Regions from separate parts of the Zea mays genome. Here region 2 is linked to region 1. Evidence: chromatin contacts called from public Hi-C data. All regions are on one chromosome and are shown on one strand. The core of a region is the stretch at or near the end of the contact, and the rest is flanking DNA. Distances in the headings are between cores, read along the strand shown. Region 1 overlaps LOC100216636. Region 2 holds the start of LOC100384660.

Region 1 (4,155 bases), core at 1,108-3,607:
GCAAGGGCAACGCGATGCTCGTCTGCTCTCACTGACACCAACGACGGGCCTGCAACCGTGGGCCACTTTTAGGGCTCAGATGAGATAATCCGACCGCTGTCCCGGCGAGGCCGTGCGAGCGATCATCATGCATTGGCTCAGACAGACAGACAGATAGACAGCACCACATAGCGAAACTCTGCCAATACAATGATGATGTGCCTTGACCCGTCAGCCAAGGGAAAACAGAGATATATACTTACTGTGCTGCCCCCCTCCGTCCAAAAAATAAATAAATCGTAGGGTCGTTTTACAGAGAATTTAAAGTAAACATAATAAATGATGCATGTTAGTGGTATATCTCACGTTTTGACGGGTTAGTTTTTTAGAGAGAAATTTTTTTTGGCTGAACATAATAGAAATAAGACTGGCATCCACAATACGTAAAAAATAATGCGTTGTCCAATGCACACATGCGCCTCAGCGGGCAGCGTGGAGCTGGAGGGAACAGGGAAGGGAGGCCACTAGGAGAGTAGGAGGGCGTTCTTTTGGCCGTGACAGATGAGGGCAGGCAAAGGCATGCACGCCGCTAGCGATCCACTGCGTAATCACAGGTATGAGGCTTTGGAACTGTTCTTAGAAGCCCACGTTTCTCTCTCTCTCTCTCTCTCTCTTCAGATGAAACTTGGAAGCACATGATTCAAGCATGCCCGGCATGCATCATGCATGCAGGCGAAAAGGGCCACTACTAGTCGTTACCCATTCCTGCTACGGCCAACGAAAACACCCAGAGAGAGAGAGAGAGAGCAACTAGCCAACCGCGAACAGGATCCACATCCACCGTGAGTACGTGCGGCTCCAAACCCTGCAGCTACCTCATTTTGACCTCGGTTTCCCTTCCCTCTGTCTGGTCTGGGCTCTGCTTGCTACGCTACGCCAGATGAAATGGAATGGAAACGAGCAAGGGAAGGGACCGGGAAGCGAGTAGAGAGAAACCGCATCACCCCAGGTCCCACTCCCAGCTGGAGCGGCAACGCAAACATGACTGTCACTGTTGGCTGTCACTGTTGGCTGTTGCCTTGCCTCGCGGCGTCTCCTACTCTCCTCTGCAGCAGCAGTCCTCTTTCTCTCTCTCTCTCTCCCTTCCATGACGAGTCAAAGAAGCGGTCAGTCAGATGCGATGGCGCGCAGGCCTACCCACCTGGCTGTTTCGCAGAACTGATGCATGGCATACGTTCAGTGACTGCACGCCTGCGCCCCATGTCGTCGCCCGGTCCGGACGTCCTCCCCTAACCCAGGCAGCAGCAGGCTCCCAGCCAGCGTTCGCCTCGCTGAGACGCTGACGCCTGCACCTGCACCTGCACCTGCCGCGCCCGCTGGCTGGCTGGTCAGGCTGTGACTGCCAGTCACCTCTCCCTCTCCCCCCCCCCCTCTGGCACGGATCAGGCATCAGGACCGGTCACTTGCTGCCGCTGCCTCCTGCAGCGCGCATGCATGCCTTTCACTGCAGTCTGCACGCTACGCTTCCGGGCTCCGGCTGGTCCGGTCAGCCGTCAGCCAGTGGGCATGCAGTGCAAGCGTGCTGCTTGTCAAGTTGTCATGCACGGACGCTGCCACAGCGCGTCGGGGAGGAGGAGGAGACGCAGACGCTCCCATTATACCCCCTCCCACTTTTGCTTGCTGCCGTGCCTGTGGCCTGTTTGTTGTAAATGGAGATGCCGTGGTTGGTTGGTTGGTTGGCTGCTGCCTGCTGGTGTTGGGCTAGTGGGGAGCGTATAGCGACCCAAACCACTTTTATTACATGCGTTCACAAGCGTCTTTGGAAACACTGGAACGCGCATGCAATGCAATGCAATGCAACCGAGAGATCGGTGGCGGATGAGTTGGCGCGGCGCAGCTCGAGCACGAGCGAGGGGGGGACGACGATAGTGTCAGTGTGGGGGCCTGTCGGCACCCCAGGAGCAGGGTGCATGCATCGTCTGATGACTCGCCGTATCAGCGGCATTCAGCCATTGGCCGCTCCGGCGGGTTTGATGTCCAGGACCTATGCCCGAGGACCACGAGGCACCCATTGTCCCATCGTCTCTGGACGCACGTAGAGAAAGACCGTGATCTAGATTCTACATGCAATCTAAGCAGCTGGTTCGCAACGGCCGGCCGCGACACTGGTTGGTGCGGCGTAATGCGCCGTGCGCGGCCATACGTGCGTGCCGGTGTATGCCCACCACAGGCCACAGCTGACACCCCCTACCGCAGAGGATCCGCGGTCTTCGTCGCCTTCCGCCGGGCTCGCCAGGGCGACGTCTGGCCGGTGGGATGGGAGCGAGCCGCGCTGCGGCAGTAGCATCAGGAGGCAGTCGTGTCGGGCAGGCAGGCAGGGCAGCGCCTTTCCAGGCGCAGCTCGCGCTCGTCAGGAGTCTCACACAAGGTGGGGTAGCACGGTCACGGGCCACGGCGTCGGCGGTCTTTCTCGAGTCGTTCTCGTTCCCCATCGCACTGCCCCCTGCCTGCCTGCCTCTCGCTTTGTAGCGCTGTCTGCGGCATGGCGACCCTGCCCAGCAGCACATGCAGCGGCTGAGCCGGAAGGGGCGGTCAGAAAGACTGCAGCCTGCAGGGCAGGGTGAGGGACAGACAGACGGGCAGTGTGACGACCACTGGTTGAATGAATGAAAGAACAGCTTGTTCGCTGCGGCTTGCTGCGGCTGCAATCTGGCTGCGGCTGCGGCTTCTACAGTATTTTTCTCTCTATGGATTGCAGCTGCAGCAATCCAAACAGCTGCAACAGTGTCGGCTTGCAGCCAGCCGAACACGCCCGAAAGCGCTTGCTGGTGCAGGTCCTGGTACTTGTGGCAGGCACATTCACTGCGCGCCTGCCACCCCCCGCAAGCGCAAGGTCCTTTCCCTGTGCGCACGCACGAACGCGAACTGTAGCAGCCCACGGCGGGACCTGGAGTCCTGGACGGCTGGCTCCAAGCGCTCAACGTCTCCCGTCCCGCCGTCCCCGCGTTGGCGTTGCGTCGCAGGATGCAGATTCCAAAACCTCCGGTCAAAAGTGCCATTCCGGCCAAACCATGGCTGCTGCTGATGAAGCAGCAGGCTTTGGAGGATGATTAGTCACTGTCCTAAGAGAAGGACGGGCCCTGGCCTAGAGGATACGTCCAGTTTGGGCTTTCTGTCTGAATCTGTCCAGCTTTTGCCGTGAGCGAACTCAGGGCTAAGGAGCTCGGAAACCAAACTCTTCTTTCGACGCTACCAGCCTACAGCACCTTGCCTACTGTAGCCGAAAGAATGGCAATGCTGCATAAAGTTCGTCTGGAAATTCACTATGCCAATGACTTTCCTCCTGAACGTTGTGGATTTGCGAAATCGGATCATCACCATCATCATTAAGACAGAGAAGATGCTCTTTGACACTGCTTTGCCACGGTATAGCTTTTAGGTTCCTTAACATATTGCTCCATTCTAAAGTAGTTGACGTTCAAGTTTCTCAAAACCATTTTTTTCTTTAACCAAATATAACATATGATAGCGTGAGCTAATATATATATATTAGAAAGGGATCTTGCTCTGTTAGGTAGGTCCCTTGGGTTAGGGTAGTAGACGACAGCACAGACGACATGTTGCCATGCGCGCCTCGACCTTGTTTTGGTTAGTTGATTGTATTAAACAACGATCTGCTTCCTATTATATTTCCTTGCCTATATGTACTGAGACTTGCTCTCAATAATCAATCATTCCCCTATTTCACTGTCTCAAAGCACATAACTAGTATTGTTATATAAATCTCTGAATCTGTTTTAGTAATAAACTTTTCTAATAATACAAATATTGTTAATATTTCTACAAATCCAGTTTAAAATAAGAAAGCTCGACCGTTATTAAATACCATAGCGTCAACTGATTCGGCCTGGAGGGAGTACCACGAATTATTACATTTTCTTCGATGTCCCATTGCACGCTTAGATTTGCCAAATGGACGCATTCATGTTCGGAGATTTTGCCACAGACACGGTTCCGTTACAGCACAGGCATTTGCAGGAACAATCCATACAAGGCTTCTTATGGGGGCACCAACTACAGCCAACAAAACCTTGGATTACCGCACCAGACTAACTTAAGCAGCTACAAGCATTCTTCTTCAATACCCATAACTGGATCCTGGCAATCTACCACTTT
Region 2 (4,155 bases), core at 1,106-3,605, 200 kb before region 1:
GATGACAGCACGGTCTCCACAATCGCATCGAGGCGGTGAGTCCATCCGTCTTTCTGTTGCTACCTCCTTCTCCTCATTCGTCATTGGTGGAGGATTCGGGGGAGGAGGTACCCAACGCTTAAAACGCTCATGACTGGTCTTTCCACTCAACCAATTAACGAAAAGAAGATATCGAGGGTCAAATTTATCAGGACCATCGATCCACTGGAAAAAGAAACACCTCTCATGTCCCTAAAATAATGGAAAGATGCACTATTACATATCTACAAAAAAATGAATGCGAACAAAATTAAGTGATAAGTCATAAGCTACGTACGTCCAAAGTGCCACAAAGGTAGTAGCAGCGAGCAGCCGTGTCTGGATGTTGTGATTGATGTACCCAAGCCAGTCTGCCACAGTCACAGTTAGGCACGGGGAGTTCAGGAGGAACAGGAGCATCCTTACTAGATACGTCTGGATATAACTCCCGAGGACGACCTCTCTTCTGCCACAACGCCTCTCGATACATGTCTTTCATCTAATAAACGATTATAATTATCACTTATACCTAATATGCTTTATAATAAGTTTACACAAACTAATAATCGAAATGATAATATAATAGGTGTATACAAATTATTAAACTAAAAACCTAATATACAAAACGAATCAGTTCGAAATCATACCTTGGTCTACGAAGTGAACCAACTCAAATCTTTGAATCCAGGAAATTTTTACGAAGTTTGGAAATGGGATGAAATGAGCTGCTCTTAGCCAGCCGCGCGGGCGTTTTTATAGGAATTCGTAGCTCGGCGCCAAGATCTGTGGCGCCGAGCTACGAGGCCGCGCCGCCGCCACGTCAGCGCCAGGTCAGCCCTGGACGCAGCTAGCCGTTGCGGCCACGTCACAGCTCGGCGCCATAGGCTGTGGCGCCGAGCTGTGTTACCTCGGCGCCATAGGCTATGACGCCGAGCTAAGGGTACAAAACTGCATTTAAAATTTTTTTAGGTCTAAACGTGAATTTATTTCTGTTTAAGGGCTAAAATACAAAAAATTCGGCCGATGGGGTCGCGCGCCGCCCACCACCGATCCCGTGCAGTGAGCCGCGTTCCGTCGTGGCCGATCTGGGCGCCTTACACGTACGTCGACGTCGGTCCAGCACCCGGGGACCAGCAGGGTGTTTTCGCCCCCGCGTGAAAGGCACACAGCTCTTGCGGCCGGCCAGGGGGCGCGTTGAAACGGAGCAAAAGAATCGCGAGGTGTTGCATGCATGTTACCGCTACCGCGCGGGAAACGGCGACGTCGCTGTGTGAGTGTGAAGCTGCCATGACCGGGGAACGCGATGGCAGACAGATGGATCGCTGTCGTCTCAAGTTGGGGGAGGAGTCGCATCAGGATTGCGGCAGCCCACGGCAAGCAGCAGGAAGCCGTACGTACAGCGGGCCGGGCCGGGTGGCTTTCAGAGCTCAGGCATGCATGCTTTATTTGTGGCAATGCCTGTGTTTCCGACAATAATGGCAGATGTGAACACTCTCCCGTCTCTTGGAGGATGGAGCGAGCGAGTCACGGGGGCGTAAAGGTGACTTTCCGATGTTTTGTTTCGTCAGAAACTGGAAAACAGGTTGATTAGCTCGCTTATATATCATGCTTTGACATGTCAATTAAAAAAAAAAGACCTCGCTGCAATTCAGAGCCATTGCTTGTGAGGCCAAATCTTCTTCCTTATTAATGTAAAGTTATAAACCTTATGTGCCTGATTCGCTACAAAAACAAACCTCTTCTGTGGGCCGCTTATGTATGCATGGCCTACTATATATATATCAGATTCAGATGTCAACAGGTACAGACACTTCTTTATTTCTTTCCAAAGTAGTATATATGCATATATACTTTTAATGGCCGCCAAAGAAAACTACGATGCATTAAGCCAACAGATTACAGTCACTGCATTCCTATTTCTCCTACTAAAAACTAAGGAAACGAAAGTAGCTCTAACCACCGTAGTAAGGCCCTGTTTGGGAGAGCTCCACTTCAAGAATTTCAATTTCGTTTGAACTTCTTCAACCCAAACAGGTCCAGCTCCACGAGCTTTAGTTTTAAAAAAAATCGAAACTAGAGGCCCGTTTCATGAAATTCATGAAGCTCCTTAGAGGGTGCTTCAAAAACACTGTTTTTATATCTCCTCATGAAGCTGTACGAAAATTACCCACCATGCCACTGGTTACGCAACATACAACTTCCGTTCTCTCTGGCGACAACCCACTAATCATCAAGGGTAATCAAGGAAACCCACACAAATCAATTGTACTATAGAAGTTGGAGTCCATATACAAACCAAACGCTTCTGGAACTCACCTTAACAATTTGCTGGAGTTGTTTTATAGTGAAATTGGAAAACCAAAGCTGAAGTTTTTGAAGCAAAACTCTCTCAAACAGGCCCTAACAGTCGCATTGCGAGACTGACAAGTAAAGTGTGCATTGACACAAGAAATACATGAGTTGGACCACTGAACACCACATACTACTAGGCATGTGTTCACCTAACCTAAATAGTTAGTCACCTATAGTTTAGCCGTTTATTCAGGGCAGGCTAAACGCCCGATCAAACGGGATGACCGATGGACAAAATAGATACAATATACTAGCATTTAAATGGATTAAGAGCAGTCATCTAACAGAGGAGAGAGGACTAGAGGAGCTCATCCAAAATACGCCGAGTATCCGTTGGTTTGCCGACGAGCTAGGAAGACTGGCGAGCGCGCGGAATTCTCTGGAGTACACGTTCGACCTATTCCATACATGAATTCAGAGAACGTGTGTCCGTTCCGTTGTGTTGGCACACAATTCTCGAAGCGCAAGGCTTGGACACGAACTCATCCATCTAAAATTATTCTCGATTTCGAGCATGCCTCATGGCAAGCGACACCGCCGGCCTCTAGGAGGATACTAGGAATCTAGGATGTCACACAAATCTGAACGTCATCTCGGCGTCCCGCTGCCCTGTATGGCAGTTTCACTGGGCCGCCGGTGGCGGCGACAGCAGCGATGGCTTGCATGTGTAGGAGCACCAGCACGCGTCGCGAAGGCACACGCCATTGCCCTTGAGCTTGATGAAGCAGTTGTCGTGGCACGCCTTGTGGTTGCGGACGCAGCCGCTGTCGGCGAGGATCTTCACACACGTGTTCTCTGTCGTCGTCGGGAACTCCTCCAAGCTCGGCGCCGGCGCCGGCACCGTGCAGATCCCTGCAGGGAGAAATGGAGATCAGATCACTATACGGTATTGTCACCAGCAGTCCTGCTTATGGGTAGTTACCTGTCGACAGCACCGCCATCACCATGGCAAGGACGAGGAGCACTGCTTTGTTGTAGGTTCTCATGGTCATGACAGACCGGTGTGGTGATCCTAGTTCGGGATGCACACGTTAGATAGTTATTGATAATTCTGGATTTCTGATGATCTGCTCGGTTGAATTGGGGCAGTTTTATAGTGTAAATTCAAGATCTGATATCACTATTTTCTTAACTGGTTTCATTCAGATAATCGGCTTGTAGTAACTGGTTGCGAGATTCCCGTAAAACTTGAAACGTTCCAGCAATTTTCCCTTTTTTTGAGAATAACGTTCCAGCAAACTGTGGTTCTTGTCGATAGGCTTATAGAATAGTATAGATACTTCTTTCTTTAGGTGTCAAGCAGAGTTTAGATGCTTTCAATTACTGCTAAAAACATGATTCATTTAACCAATGTACTATAGTTTTTACATCCTAATTCCTGCTACTCCCTCGGTCCACGAAAAGTCTTAAAAGGTGTTAAGCTGTCTGTAGTGTAATCTAGGCTCTCAAAGTTTCCAGAAATATGTTTTTTTTAATATCAACTCTAGCAGAATATCTACTTAGGTCCTCAAAATCAAATTAAAGGGCTCAAGGTTCAGCCAGGTCTCTACTAAATTTATAAAGAATCAAACAGTCTAAATTTGAAGGAAACAAACAGTCTAAATTCTGACTAAATCTATATTAAAATACAGACATTTGTAATAAAAAGTAGCATTAGTTTAGTTATAGAATCTATTTTTAAAATAAATTTATTTGAAGACATAATATTATTTAGGGAATTTTACATTTGTGGCCTCAGTGATGCCATCGTCCTCAAATTTGACCGTACGCAACAAAACTGCTCAG

The links. Hi-C and Micro-C count contacts between places; a contact is called where the count stands out from the background.
Region 2: a contact with region 1 is called in a Hi-C map of root tip, with 4 times the contacts expected there. The contact joins the promoter of LOC100384660 here to the enhancer-like site in region 1. A contact is called at or near these places in 2 of 25 Hi-C or Micro-C datasets (root tip and tassel).

What each region holds. Positions count from the first base shown.
Region 1 is chr4:182,104,068-182,108,222 of Zm-B73-REFERENCE-NAM-5.0, reverse strand. It overlaps LOC100216636, which reads right to left. Exons shown (of 20, transcript NM_001360066.1): 20 at 4,058-4,155. Among protein-coding and RNA genes, the nearest start is that of LOC100216636, 16 kb to the right of the region's middle. Within about 2 kb of position 2,357, at least 14 of the 20 cell types and tissues checked have an H3K27ac peak or open chromatin away from gene starts, as enhancers often do. A contact at or near this core is called in root tip and tassel, where this site is marked.
Region 2 is chr4:182,304,867-182,309,021 of Zm-B73-REFERENCE-NAM-5.0, reverse strand. LOC100384660 reads left to right here and starts at 2,355. Exons shown (of 2, transcript XM_008679477.4): 1 at 2,355-3,224; 2 at 3,289-3,480. The coding sequence starts at 2,939. The coding sequence ends at 3,380.